Regions from separate parts of the Mus musculus genome. Here regions 1, 3, 4 and 5 are each linked to region 2. Evidence: chromatin contacts called from public HiCAR-type and promoter capture Hi-C data. All regions are on one chromosome and are shown on one strand. The core of a region is the stretch at or near the end of the contact, and the rest is flanking DNA. Distances in the headings are between cores, read along the strand shown.

Region 1 (2,700 bases), core at 193-2,692, 2.5 Mb before region 2:
ATACAAAACACACACACACAGAGAGAGACAGACAGACAGAGAGAGAGAGAGAGAGAGAGAGAGAGAGAGGTAAAAGGCCAGGTGTGAGCCCTTGCTTGCTGGCTCCAGGCTTACTGACCAGCCTAGCTGAATCCATGAAGCCCAGGCTGAGAGACCCTATTTCAAAAAGAAACCAAGTCAGCCAGCTCCTTAGAAACATTATCTTTGGTTGAATGCTAATGTATCCACACATACACAAACACAGGGTCGGGTGGGGTGGAGACCTTTAAGTAATTACATCAACACAAAACTTGAAAAAGTGAAAGAACTGCTTCTGGGGAGGAAACACTGCCCTGAAAGCTCCACAGCACACCACCCAAAAGCTTGAAGGCAGAACTTGTCAGCAAGTCTCTGTCTTCCCATCCCAAAGCACAGAGCCTTGTGCCCACAAACCAGATAGATATAGATGCACCTACTGGATCAAATGGGCACAAGGTCAGCACCTGTTGCACTCTGCCAGGCACTTTATTCTCCAGCAACCCCACACCACCACCAACACACTGATGTTGTGGTGTTCCGCCTAGGAAAAATGCTGTCAGAAGTTGAGAGAACTTGTGTGATCCCAAGGTCATACAACTAGTTAAGAGGCCTTTGCATATGCATAAACTCCTGACAAGTGGGGAGTAGAGCCCGAACCCTCTGGTCCACCGAGAGGGTTCCAGAGAGCCCTCACCCCAGCAGATCCCAGGCTAGCAAATCTTAGGTCTTGGGGGTCAACTTGACCAGAGAAAATGGCTTGAAGGCGGCTTCTGGCTCTCATGAAGTCAAGGTCTTTGCCACAGGGGCCACTCTCCACCTTGAAAATTATTCTCTTCTCTCTTTCTGATCCGTTCTACAAATCCACTTCTATCTACAGTCATGTTTATCCCGTACTGTGGAAAATCCCAGTACTGAACCCAGCGTTTTGGGCGCTCAATAAATGTGCAGTAAGTTCGGAAGGGTCCAAAGCATTGCTCAGAGATGATAAACGGGTCAATGAAACCTTTCATTCATCAAGTGTCCTAAGCAGCAGCAAGCCATGCTGTGCACAGGTGCGGAAACTTACTACTCCGCTCCCAAGGCGTTCCCCGCGCCACAGCCTCGCACAAGGGGCCAGCCTTCCAGCCGCAACCCATCCCTCCGGTGGAGGAGCACTCGGGTTTCTATCGGGGATCAGTCGGGATGCCCTCCACTGCCTCAGCTTCTTTCACTGAACCCCGAGGGCTGTGACCCACACTGACCTGGCGCCTTCGCCCAGTTCCCCATACGTGTTGTAGTTCACGGTCATGATCTTCACAGACTCCTTGAATACCACGTCCCCGCGACCCAGGTACTGCAGCGTACGGCGGATCGGGAAGCGACCCTTCATCGGCATGGTGGAAGTCAGGAACTCCTCAAGCCGCGGACCAGCGCGGCTCCGGGAATCTTGGGAGGCACTTCCCGGCGGCCAGCGCGGCCGCGGGGCAGCCTGGGACTCGTAGTTTGGGCCCGGGCTCGCAGCCGCCTCAGCGTTGGGAATCAACCTGTCGTTTTTGTCTTCACAGAAACCAATTATCTTCTCCCAAGATCTCCAGTTCTGAAGTGAAGAGCTTGACGGAAAAGTCGCTGTTGATTCAAAGGGAAAACTTATTTGCAAAGGAGGAAAGAGTGGCTTGCTCTGGCGCGTCAGGGTCTGCCTCAAAGGACTCTGCTTAGAGGAGGGGGTCGTTCGCTTGTTAAGAGTGGTTGTGACAGATATGACAAGTCAACAATCAACATGTCACTCTGCGCTGCATTTTTTTTTTTAGGATTTATTTTTACCTTACTGTTTTGCTTGTGTGTTGTGGCTGTGCACCACATACACGCAGTGCCCGCAGAGGCTGGAAGAGGGCGTTGGGTCCCCTGAAATTGACCTTACAGAGCTGTGAACTGCCATGTGGGACCTCTAAAAGAGCAGCAAGTGCACTGAACTGCTAAGCCATTTTTCCAGCCCCACTGTAATTTTTAATCGCTGTTTATGGCTGAAATTAATTTTTCTATAGGATTCTCAAGATTTTTTCCCTTTGTAATTATGTAAATTTTCAACTGACTTCCCAGGCTTCATAGATGAACTGTCTACTGATAAGCCCATTAGAGCATTTTTCATCTGTTAATCTTTTATTCTAGTATTTTTTTTTCAAAACTTAAGTGTTCTTTCCTCTGCTCAAATAATCCAACAATTCTAGACATGTCCTGTGCACACATGAAGGCTGGGGGAAAAGTGTCCTGCTGTGTTTCTGTTCTCTTAGTAAGCTCCAGCAATTGGGATTGTAACCCACACTTCTGGGGTTACAGGCACAGATGATCTCACCTAGATTTTTACATGGATCCTGGGATCAGAACTCAGACCCTCAAGTACTCTTACCCACCGAGCCATCTCCCCAGCTACCAAATTGTAAATTGTTTTAGTTTTTTTTTTTTTACTTTATGTCTATATTTTTTAAAAGATTTATTAATTTTATTTATGAGTACACTGTAGCTGTCTTCAGACACACCAGAAGAGGGCATCGGATTCCATTACAGATGGTTGTGAGCCACTATGTGGGTTCTGGGAATTGAACTCAGGACCTCTGGAAGAACAGTCAGTGCTCTAAACCACTGAGCCATCTCTCCAGCCCCTATGTATGAGTGTTTTGCCTGCATATATGTGAACACATCACTAAT
Region 2 (2,700 bases), core at 14-2,513:
TATAAATAGCATGAACCCTGGAGATGTGAGTCACTGTCATTCATTACCAACTGAAGGTAAGTTGAGGGAACTCAAGACACCTAAGGGCTGGGTTACATACAGCACAGGAGAAAAGATACAGCCATGGATCCCAATCCCAACACAGGCTCCTACACTCTGCCATTGCGTCCGTCTCACATGCACACAAATTCGCTCACCTCCACTCTACACACACACATATTTCGCGCTCCACAGCACTCTCACTCAGTTTCAAATCACAAACCGGTGGCTCACCTCCACGGCCCACACTCGCTGACTTCCAGACTTCACGAGGCACACTCGATCACCCTTACAGGATCACTCATGTCCTGCATCCTCTCCACAACACACGCTCGCCGCAAGGCAGGCTCCTCCAGAATCACGCTCACCTTCAAACCCCAGAAGCAGAGTCCTCTCTCCCGAGCTCCCACGCGTGACCTCCACTCGGCCACCCACAAGTCTCCCCAGCCCACAGAGCGCACTCCGCACCCTCTCCGGCTGAGCACACCAGCAGCCCCGTCTTAGTGACAGCGCCCGGACGAGAGGCAAAGGCGATACTCACAGGCTGCGCGTCCAGGAGGGCAGGTCCCGGGGCAGCGTCGCCAGCCCGCGCCCACTGCAGTCCAGCGAGTCCCCGGCGCAAGTGCAGGCGGCCGCGCAGGGGGCCCGCGGGCCAGCCTGGGCGCCCGCTGACTCCGGCCATTGCAGTAGCAGCAAGAGCAGCCAGAGCAGAAGGCGAGGCGCAAGGCGCGGGGCTCCGAGCACTCCCGGACCGGGCCGCGCCATCTTGTCTGGAACGCGCCGCGAAGCCGGGGAGCGAGGGCTGCGAGGTGCGGGCGGCCGCGGGCGCGGGCTGCGCTCGGAGCTAGGCTCCGCGCCGGGACATGGACGCCCGACTCCAGTCGGCTCCGGGGCCGCGGCGCTCAGCCGGCACGCTCTGCCCGGGCCGCTTCGCAGCACCCTGCGGGGACCGCCACCCCCGCGCCCATCCGGGCCGAGCCCCGCGCGCGGCGAACTCTGTGGAGTCCCGCAGTGAGTGCCCGGCCGCCGCTGCTCGTCCTTCCCGCCGCGCTGAGAGTCGCCTTCAGAGCTCGGGCGCACGCCGAGAGCCGCCGCCTCTGAGGACTGAAAACGCTTAGCCTCGGCCTCTGCGCGTGGCGCGGGCGGGCATCTCACTGAGGGCGCTGAGCTGATGATAGCCGTGGACCCCACGCGCCTGCCCGTCCCGGAGCGGCCGGAGCGCACCGTGCCTCAGCGCTGCGAACAATCAGCGGCCAGCCGCTCCGCGGTCCAGCCCCGCGGCCCCAGGCCCCGCCCCGGCTGCTCGCCCTCACACACCCCTCCGATGGGGCCCCGGGGCGCAGATCGGCCCACGTTGGCTGCAGGGCTACAGCATTACGCCCCGCCCTGCCCGTTGCTCATTGGCTCCTGGAGCGCCTTTTTGGCGTCCTAACCCATAAGAGCGCTCGCTCCCTGAGGTCCCGCCTCCGCTCGCTTTTCCCACCCAAGGTGTGAAAGGCGGGGACGGGGCGGGGAAAAGGAGAGGCGTGCTGCCTCCTCTTAAAGGAGACTTGTAGGGTTTTGGCTACCAAGTACCAGAATCTGGAAAAGTGGCCTAAGCTTCGGTCCATTGAGCCTAGGAGAAGAGAGAAAGTTTGTAATCCACGGGTTTGGGAGCTATCTGGACCCAAGGTTTATTCTGCTCTCCTAAACTAAAAACATCATGGTGGATTTACAGCAAACGAGCACCCTTTTTCAGGTGCCTTGCAAAAGAAAAAAAAAAAAGATTTAAAACTTGCTTTCATGAGTTTCTCAGCTATTTCCTCAGAGGTGGGGCCCCCTTTCCCATCTGTGCTCCACACTCGTTCTTCTTGATATCTTTAATCCAGAAATGTGTCCTTGACTACCGAAATGACTGTGTGCTGCAGAAATTGAATCTTGAGGGCACGCCCACTTCCCCGCCCCTAGTTAGTTGAAGGATAGTTCGGGAAGTGCTCTGGACTTGGATAAAGGGGGTTGCTGTGGTGGTGTGTTTTGTTATTGAAAATCAGTGCCTTTAAAATACAATTTCCAAGAAATTATCCGTGACGTGCTCTTTATAGACAGTGAGAGAGGTGGGGGGAGGGAGAGAGGAGAGAGAGAGAGAGAGAGAGAGAGAGAGAGAGAGAGAGAGAGAGAGAGAGAGAGAACCTGTTAGTTTGGCAAACACGGATCAGAATAGATTGATAGCCGCCATGTGAAACAGTGCTTGGACATAGGCGAGCACACGCGCGCGAACACACACACACTTAATGGAGTGGGGCGGGGGGGCGGGGGGAAGAGATTAGCACTGTAATACATATCTGCCGCCTCTGGGCGGTTTGACTTGCTGATGTCCGAACTGCACACAGGGTCAGGGAAACTAAGGCGCTGGAGTCTTCTGGAAAACATTTGTTCCAGCACGGTTAAATCTAACTTAGGCTTTATAGAAAGGGAGTAGGAACGCTGTTCATCGGGAAGAAAAACACCGAACAGTTAAAGGGATTTCATTACATGTTTGACATATTCAAGAAATACGATTTGATGCTAAACGTGGCTGTCCCTCAAGTTTTGCTTTTTTTTTAAACCAAAATTGGACCTGTATTTAGTAGTCAGGTGATTGTTGCCTAGCTGTCTGTGCTTTCTGTCTCTTTCTTTCCTTGC
Region 3 (2,700 bases), core at 192-2,691, 2.4 Mb after region 2:
CTGGGGACCATCCTGTGAAAATATTAAAGTTTTGGCAGAAAAGAAGTCTATTTCCCTGTAATTTCTAAAATCTCTTTGGCTCTGATTCTGGCAGGCAGAAAGTAAGAGAGCAGGAACAGCGAGCTGTCAAAGCAGCACCGTGATTCTGAGAGCCCCTGACATTGACGGCTTACATCTCTACCAGGCAACCCTACACAACATCAGCAGTGTCCGTGGCTACAAAATGCCTTGATCTCGACTTGGTTCAATCCCTAGCAAAGAAAGAGAGAGAAGGGGAGAGGAAGGGAGAGAACAACACCCTGAACTTCTGACCACACCATCTCTAACCGTAAGCAGAGCATCCGAATCACTGAATGCAGTCTAATTGCTACCCCCAGTTCATACGCATGTATGCACAACTGGACAGCACACGGGCAGTCACAAGATGGAAGTGTTTCTCTACAGTCACATTTCCCCCCAAGAGAGAACTAATTAGGCAGCAGGACCCTTCTTCATTTAACAAGGGAGACTCCCATCAGAGAAATCACGAGTGCGTGCAAGCCCCAGAATATGTCCTTTCTCTAGCCTCTAGCCACACAGCAGTGTCTCAACAAACATTGTACCAGGCTAAGTTTGCAGTAACTATCATTTAACCAGACCTCCTGGGAGCCAGGTTGTACTCCTGAGGCTGAGGCAGCAGGACTGGGAGTTCTAGACCAGCCAGACCTACATAATGAGCTTAAGGTGAGCCTGGGCGCTATATATTTGTGTGTGTGTGTGTGTGTGTATGTGCGTGTGTTTGTGTGTGTGTGTATATATATATATATATATATATATATATATATATATATATATATATATATATCTGAGTCTTATTCTCTGTTCACTGGTCAAAATGTAGTCAAAGCACCATTGCCCTTGTGCATACCCTTTGGAGTCCATATCCTGCTTCAAGGACAAGCAGCATGCTCTTGGGCTTGCCATTAGGAGTAGCGTTTGTACCGTCTGCCCATGGATTCTGAAAGTATCAGGCCTGCACCATAGCAGGTGCTGGCACTGGGCCTTTCCCTGAACTTTCTTCCCCCTAGTTTGAGGCTATCCCCTGGCCTGCCCTTTCCTGATAGCCTGGGCTCATAGGCACACTCAACCTCCTTTTGCATCCATCTGCTGTGAGAGGGCTAACAGTGAAGAACAGTCTCACTGTCAAGGCTCCCATGATTACCTGCCCAGTATGAGGCTGGATGCAATGTATGATTTTGTGCAGCTGAAATGAATTATGCCCAGGAGCAGTTTCTGAGACATTTATCCACTCAAGCAGATGGAACCCCTTTCAATGTATGTATTGCCAGATGCTACGGAAATACCAGGCAACACCAATCATCTCTCAAAAGGCGTGTTTGCATGTTGTTACTAGTTTGCCTGAAGGGGGAATTTTTTACCCTTCTGTTGCAGTCCAGACAAGACTCACAGTTTTGTTTGGCTTTGGTTTTGCCCATATTAGCGCTGATGTAGGTGAACATGTACAGTAGAGCACATCTGGATGGGTTGGGAGTTTGGAGAAGCTAAAAGCCAGTTTTCAGTAGGCTCAGGCCATTATGTATCTCTAGAAACTAATAGCTTCAAATAAAAACTTCTACTGCAGAGAGAGAGGGGGGGAGAGAGAGAGAGAGAGAGCATTAGCCAAGGAAGGCAAAGTCACTATTAAAAGTTCATACCAAAGCACTAACCTCGTCTTGGTTCAGGATTTTCCGGTATTCTGTGCTGCGTGCAAGAATGGTAACTCGAACTTTGCCATCCTGCAATCAAAATGAAAAGTTGGAATAATATTGGATATGCTCAGACAATAGAAAAAAAAATAAAAAAAAAGACAACCCAAATCTCAAATGCAATTTCCCAGAGAGGTGAAACTCACTAAGGAGACAGGGTGAATAGTAGCCTGGCTCCTTAACCATTATCCATTATCTCAGGAAATAAAAATATATATCTACTTTACAAGAAAGTACATCTATTCAATGAATTAATACTCAACTGTACATGGGACAAAACATGTCATATTGCAGTATAGAGGGACATGGATTAACATTATGTTAACATGAGGCAGGCACATGCTCTTGGTCAGATGCAGAAGCTAAAGGAGCTGATCTCATAGGTGTCCACAATTAAATGCTGGAGAATACTATAGACCAGTAGATAGTGGACACGGGAAAGAAAGAAATCAGATACACATTATGGATATAGGAGAATTGGGGTTTGCTGTCAAAATCACTGTAGTGTTAATAGGCTTGACAATAATATACTATTTCTAACAAAGCTAAAAGGAAAAATTTAGAATGCTCCCACAACAAAGGCAAGATTGATGCTTGAAGTAACAAAAATGCTTGGATAATTATACTGTGCCATGTGTCAAACTATAACACTGCACCCTAGAAATGTGTGCAGTTATTATATGCTGATTATGAATACATATAAGTGTTCCACTTTAGCCATGGAAGATAAAACCTGTTCATTACACTACTACTTCTTTGTTGGTTTGTGGGGTAGATTGTTTTTAGCAGGGATTACATGAGTTAAATGGGAGAAAATAGGGAGACATGGGTAAAGAAATAGACAACGGACAAGGAGAATAAAGGATATTCTTACAGTACCCTTTAGCTTATCTGCGGTGGCTACTGACTCCTGAATTCAGAGGACTACAGATTCAGCAACGTTATCATAGCAAGC
Region 4 (2,700 bases), core at 106-2,605, 2.5 Mb after region 2:
TTTATTTGTTCAGTGTGTGAAACCAGAAAACAAAGCTTAAGGCAAGATTAGGTCTTCGAGGTAGCTAATTAGCATCCTCACGGATACCAGGGTTTAACTTTGCCTCTTGAAAAATGTGGTACAAAATTATAGTAACCACACATCCACTTAAACTATTCCTATTCTTCAGACCCATGTTGTTTTGTAATCTAAAACACAACAGATGATCAATGAAAATAGCATTCAAGAAAGCATATTCCATTTCAGACAACCTGCCCTCTAAAATAAATTATACAGCACTATCCATGTCTCAGATTTCGCCCGGGGCGGGGGATAATGAGTATCTTTTTATTTGAAACATCTGATCTTAAGTTTAGTAACTCCAGCTCTGGGGTCCAACCACAAAAAGGCGAGCTTCCCAATAGCAAGGTGCCACAGAGAATGAAATAAGATCACGATATATCTACAGTCATACATAAACTACGTTATCAATGATTCAACTTAGGTCCCGAGTTTTCAACAATGTACATCTAAAACCAGAAACCACAGTTAACTTTCATCCAAAGGTTTGCCCCAGTGTCTGTTGCTACACACGAAAAGTGCTCCAGACTCCCTTAGACGTAAAGACACAAGCAACCGAATAATCCTGGAAAGAGTAATTTCAGTTCATCTGAAAGATCTGGTGCTGCAAAAAGGGCTACAGTTGGGAACTCTTGGAGCACAAATTCTCTTGGGACTCTGCCCCGTACAGACTGTGCCTCACCTGGAGAAAGTTATGCATTCTGAGTTTCGGTTAGCTCCTCTGTAGAACACGGGGTCTACCATCCCTGACTCGGGTTGTTTTGAGACGGTGAACTTTTTGTAAACAAAGTCTTTTGTGTTCCTTAAACGCTTCCCGCGGGGCTCCGGGACTGGGGATTTACAAGGCTCGGACCTAGGGCGCCAAGGCGGAAGACGCCTAGCAATTGGGGATCTGGGGCTGTGCTCCTGACTCTGTAGTCAGGGGCCTGGGGCCAGGACCAGAGCTCGAGCTGACACCTGAGGTCAGCAGGACCCGCACCGGGGCCGAGGCGTGCGGGACTGGGGTCCGACAGCAGGCAGGCAGGCAGGCGCGACACCCCGGGACCCGCTTACCCGGCTCGCCGTACGGGATGGCCTCGGCCCAGGCGCTCGGCTCCTCCTCCTGGATGTCCAGGACCCTGTCGATGGACTTCTGGGCCTGGGACAGGGCCTGCTTGGCGAAGCTGGACAACTGCGAGGCATTGAACCAGCTCATGGCCCCTCCTCAGCGCCGGCTCCGGCCGGCTCCGGCGGCCTCAGCGGCGGCCCCGGCCCCACCGCCTCCCGCGGCCGCGCGGCGCTGCGAGCCTTCCGCACAGCTGAGCCGGGCCCCGCCGCGCATGCGCCGCCCTTCCACGTACACAACCACCAGATCCGGGAGCCGAGTTCCGCCCAGACGGAAGGACGGAGGCGGTAGCGTGAAGCCACATCCGGGAGCGGAGCGGAGCCCTTAGTTACCAGCCGCCTCTGGGCTTCATGGCCGTTCTCAACTGAGGGACGCGATCTGCGCCGAGGCCCAGACCTCCGGGAGCGACCAGAGCCGCGTGTGCCTCGCTATAATCCCGGCGGCTAGGCCTCACACTTATTAATCTTGGTACTCAAAAAGTAGTTGGCCAGTTCTCGCCTGGCCTGGATGTCTATGCCTGACTTGATGGGCACGGTCCCCAGGTCCTGGAACATTAACAGATGAAACCACCTCCCTCTCAACCTAATTCTGTCATCTGAATGGCGTTCATCAGCACACTCCTATGTTAAGAGGTGGGGCTTTAAGGAACTTTCTGGGTCACGAGATGACTGTGACACCCACGGGAAAGAGATGAATGCCCTATTAAGAGGTGCCTACGCCCTCTCAAGCATAACATACCAAGGTCACGCCAGCCATGAACTAGAAATAGATGGCTCTCATCAGCTGTGCTCGTCTTGGACCTCCCAGTCACAAGAACAGTAAAAATCAAGTTTCTGTAGCCTATGAGCCAGCCACTTTATGGCAGTTTGTAACAGCGGTTTGGATGGGTTAAGCCACTTGGCAAGCAATAAAATATTAACCCATCAGTACATACTGTGCACACTGCCTAAAAGATACAGCTTGTATGCTCTCTTTCCCACACTTGGTCATGGGAGAAAATTTAAAGTCGATGGCCTTCCTTGTCCAGTCAGCAGCTGTTTGGTTTGGTTCTAATAATGCTAAAGAAAAATTTTCTACCAGCATTTAAAGGCTAAATTTAATTCAAGCATTAGCCCTTTGTGAAAAGAGACTCCTACCCTACACAAAGAACCACGGGTACTTAAGGAATGCCGAAGCTAGGAATGGGGTAAATCTTCCCCTGGGAAGGTTACACACTACCAAATGAGCAGCCCCGAAATCATCATACAGACTGAGGGTTGTACTAATTAATGCATTTGAGAACGCATATGTATACACACTTATATACTTAACAGTTAATAAAAGAGACTTAATTTGAGAGAGAGCAATAGAGGTCTATGAAAAAGTTTAGAGGGACGGAAGGGAAAGGGGAAATGTAATTTTATCCCCCAAAACATTCCCTAGGACTACCAGAACTACTAACAGGATGGCTTAAAATGACAGAAATGCTTTTGTGGTTTGGAGCCAGAAGTCTGAAGTTGTTCACTGGAGCTGTCCTCCCTCTGAAATCTTCATGG
Region 5 (2,700 bases), core at 145-2,644, 2.4 Mb after region 2:
AGAGACTAGTTACTATTTTAATATAAAGGAACAACGTAGAGAGAAAAATGACCAGCAAATCCCTAGCCAGAAGCCCGGAGATGAAGATGCGTGATTCTCCTCAGTGAATGAACACTACTAAGTCTCTCAAAGCAAAGTCAGAGCCCAGGGTCCCCTGGACATAGTAACCCACGGAGCAGACACTAGTGGTGAGCAGGAAGGAGGTAGCCCGCTTCACACCACATCACTCAATCCAGACCAACAGGATAATTAGCAGAGAAAACATTCCTAGGACCAAAGCCTGTTCCTGGTTCTCATTGCAGTAATCCTGTTCTCTGATTCCCGGGGCTGCCTGGACCAGTGCCAACCTCAGGATCACAACAGGCCACCCAGCCCTTGGACTAACCTTCTAGGTCGCGGCTTGGAGCACTAGGTCCTAAATTTCGGGTATCCAAATCCACAGCTCTGCAATGCGTTCTGCCGGTTAACAAAACTTGACCATTCATGGAAAAAAGTAACCCTTGGCCGTGGGGAAAATCTAAAGGAGCAGATCAGAAAGTTGGCTTTTGCAAGGGAGGGCATGTACCCACTTGCATATGCTGGGTGATGGTTCCCTGTGGTGCATGAAAGTACAACTTCAGGGCCTGGCAGAAAGCCTTCCCGGAGTTGAGTTCTCTGGCAAGACTTGGCAGGGATGAAAGCTTTAGTAGGTTAGGCTACCGCGTCTTTTTGCACAAAACGGTCAATCGCGCTCCACTCGTGTGTGGCTTGATTGGATTTTCACGGACCTAAAAAGAGAAGAGGAAAAAAAGGTAAAAATCTGAACGCCGTAAACCATGAGAGCTGGGGTTACTAGGACTACCACATGAATGGCTTAGGGCATTGCTGGGCAACAGAGCCAGCAGCGGACAGATGAAGTGCATCTGGGACTCAAAGACTATCAAGTCCCAAGGTAGGCAAGCAGACAGAGCTCAGACAGAGCTCGGCTGCCTGAGGCGCCGAAGTGGCAATCCTGCTGTGGCGATCCTCCGGTTGTCTGCGGAACGTCAACCCCTCCCCTGTGTAGCGGAGTCAGCCCCTCGCGCCCGGCAGCAGCCAACCCTGCCCCGGGTGCTTGGGGAAGCAGCTGTCTTAGGAGACGCTCGGCTCCCAGGTGTGCCTGGAGAAGCCACTCCGCCCCAGCATGGGGATCGAGGCAACAGGGCAGGCCTGGCTGGGCATCTCCCTAGCCTACAGCCACCGATCAACTCCTGGTAACCAGCTGAAGGCCGCGGGCTGGGATCAGAGTCCCAGAGTCAGGCTGCGGGCCCACGGGGGTGCAGGCGCCGGCCAGGAACAGGCGGGGAAGGCGCGGGGCCCACCTGCAGCTTGACTAGGGAGCGGCGGCGGCGGCAGTGGCGGCAGCTTGGGAGTAACGAGACGTCACCGCCGGCAGCCGCGAACCGGAAACCTCCGGCGCCCAAGCCGGGCCAGGGGGCGCCCGGGAGCTGCCGCGACACCTTGGCCCGGGGCTCAAGGGCGGACCGGAATGCCTTGACCACACCCAGCGACCAGAGTCTGGAAGGCACTCTTGGACACCCATCAGCCAAGGTTACGGACACCCTGTGACCCACAGCCTGATCCACTGGGGACACCCGCCTACATCCCCTCCGGGACGTGGGACACCGGGGTGCAAGTCCCTGGCTGCTCCTCCAGGCGCTTGGCAGGTCTCCAGCACCAGAGAGTAGGCAGGCAGACTACGGGACTGTTTACATATCACTCAGGGTTGTAATTTTATTGCTTTCCCATTCTGAGCAGAAGTTGCTGCCCTGATTTTCAAATGAGACTGGATGTAGTGGGACACTCTCTGGTGGGTAGTGAAAATACTGTAGATTCCAGGGAATTGTACCTGTCCATGAAGTGTCCAAGTCCAATGGCTACTCTTGTTTAATTTTTACGTTTTTGCTATTTCATGATGATTTCTAACTGCTTGTTTAGGTGATGATTACGTGTATGCATATCTCCCATTCTCTTCCATTCTTGACACCTTGCAGTTCCAGCATGCCTTCTGGAGCATGGGGGAGACAGCCATTAAATTATGATTAAAGGGTTCAAGGGCTGACAGGTGGCTTAGAGTTTTCAAAGCGCTTGTGGGAGCAAGCCTGACGACCCACGTTGAATCCTAGGATCCTACCACGAAAGGGGAGAACCCACTCCCTGACCTCGTTCTCTGACCTCCTGGATACTCACACCTTCCTATACAATACTAATAAATGAAAAAAAGGACCCAGCTTATATTAATGGTGTCAAAATAAACATGCTCAGATGCATTCAGTTCACAAGGCTTACATGTCTTATAAATTTTAAGAAGCTACTATGAGAACTGAAACCAGAACTGGTGGTACAGGCCTGCTGTTCCAGCTACTCCACAGGCTGAGTCATGGAAAAAATTTAAAAAAAATAAAAAATAAAAGGAAGTTCAAGACACCCAGACAACTTAGTGACCACGGAGATGAGTGCTATCCTAACATGTGCACGACCCCAGGTTCAATCCCCAGTAACATACAACATACACATGGGCTGGGCACTTTAGGGAAGGCCTTTCTTTAATCCTAGCTAGCACTTGGAAGGCAAAGGCAAATGGATCTCTGTAAGTTTGAGGCCAGCCTGATCTATGTCGCAAGTTCCAGACCAGCTGTGTTTTATATGTGTATGTGTTTAATATGTATATAATTTGTTTAA

Evidence for each region. Promoter capture Hi-C pulls out the DNA fragments that hold promoters and counts their contacts. HiCAR-type assays count read pairs that join an accessible place to other places.
Region 1: a contact with region 2 is called in a promoter capture Hi-C map of liver, with 2.6 times the contacts expected there. The contact joins the promoter of Mrps25 here to the promoter of Lrig1 in region 2.
Region 3: a contact with region 2 is called in a promoter capture Hi-C map of cranial neural crest. The contact joins the enhancer-like site here to the promoter of Lrig1 in region 2. A contact is called at or near these places in 3 of 39 promoter capture datasets (cranial neural crest, hippocampal neurons and pre-B cells), 2 of 115 datasets of contacts at active chromatin or transcription factors (astrocytes and embryonic stem cells) and 1 of 9 other capture datasets (embryonic stem cells).
Region 4: a promoter capture Hi-C map of hippocampal neurons shows a contact between it and region 2, with 6 times the contacts expected there. The contact joins the promoter of Tmf1 here to the promoter of Lrig1 in region 2. A contact is called at or near these places in 6 of 39 promoter capture datasets (the 3T3-L1 cell line, the C10 cell line, cranial neural crest and 2 more) and 2 of 115 datasets of contacts at active chromatin or transcription factors (astrocytes and stem cell-derived neural progenitor cells).
Region 5: a HiCAR-type map of astrocytes shows a contact between it and region 2, with 7 times the contacts expected there. The contact joins the promoter of Eogt here to the promoter of Lrig1 in region 2. A contact is called at or near these places in 4 of 39 promoter capture datasets (cranial neural crest, frontonasal cranial neural crest, hippocampal neurons and 1 more) and 1 of 115 datasets of contacts at active chromatin or transcription factors (astrocytes).

The regions. Positions count from the first base shown.
Region 1 is chr6:92,182,581-92,185,280 of GRCm38.p6, forward strand. It overlaps Mrps25 (mitochondrial ribosomal protein S25), which reads right to left and starts at 1,443. Exons shown (of 4, transcript NM_025578.4): 1 at 1,260-1,443. The coding sequence starts at 1,393.
Region 2 is chr6:94,698,882-94,701,581 of GRCm38.p6, forward strand. Lrig1 (leucine-rich repeats and immunoglobulin-like domains 1) reads right to left here and starts at 1,264. Exons shown (of 19, transcript NM_008377.2): 1 at 581-1,264. The coding sequence starts at 804.
Region 3 is chr6:97,117,175-97,119,874 of GRCm38.p6, forward strand. Eogt (EGF domain-specific O-linked N-acetylglucosamine (GlcNAc) transferase) reads right to left here. Exons shown (of 18, transcript NM_175313.5): 14 at 1,707-1,775. Among named protein-coding and RNA genes, the nearest start is that of Eogt, 30 kb to the right of the region's middle. Within about 2 kb of position 1,442, at least 4 of the 459 cell types and tissues checked have an H3K27ac peak or open chromatin away from gene starts, as enhancers often do.
Region 4 is chr6:97,177,769-97,180,468 of GRCm38.p6, forward strand. It overlaps Tmf1 (TATA element modulatory factor 1), which reads right to left and starts at 1,356. Exons shown (of 17, transcript NM_001081111.2): 1 at 1,114-1,356. The coding sequence starts at 1,255.
Region 5 is chr6:97,147,492-97,150,191 of GRCm38.p6, forward strand. Eogt (EGF domain-specific O-linked N-acetylglucosamine (GlcNAc) transferase) reads right to left here and starts at 1,395. Exons shown (of 18, transcript NM_175313.5): 1 at 1,341-1,395; 2 at 386-767.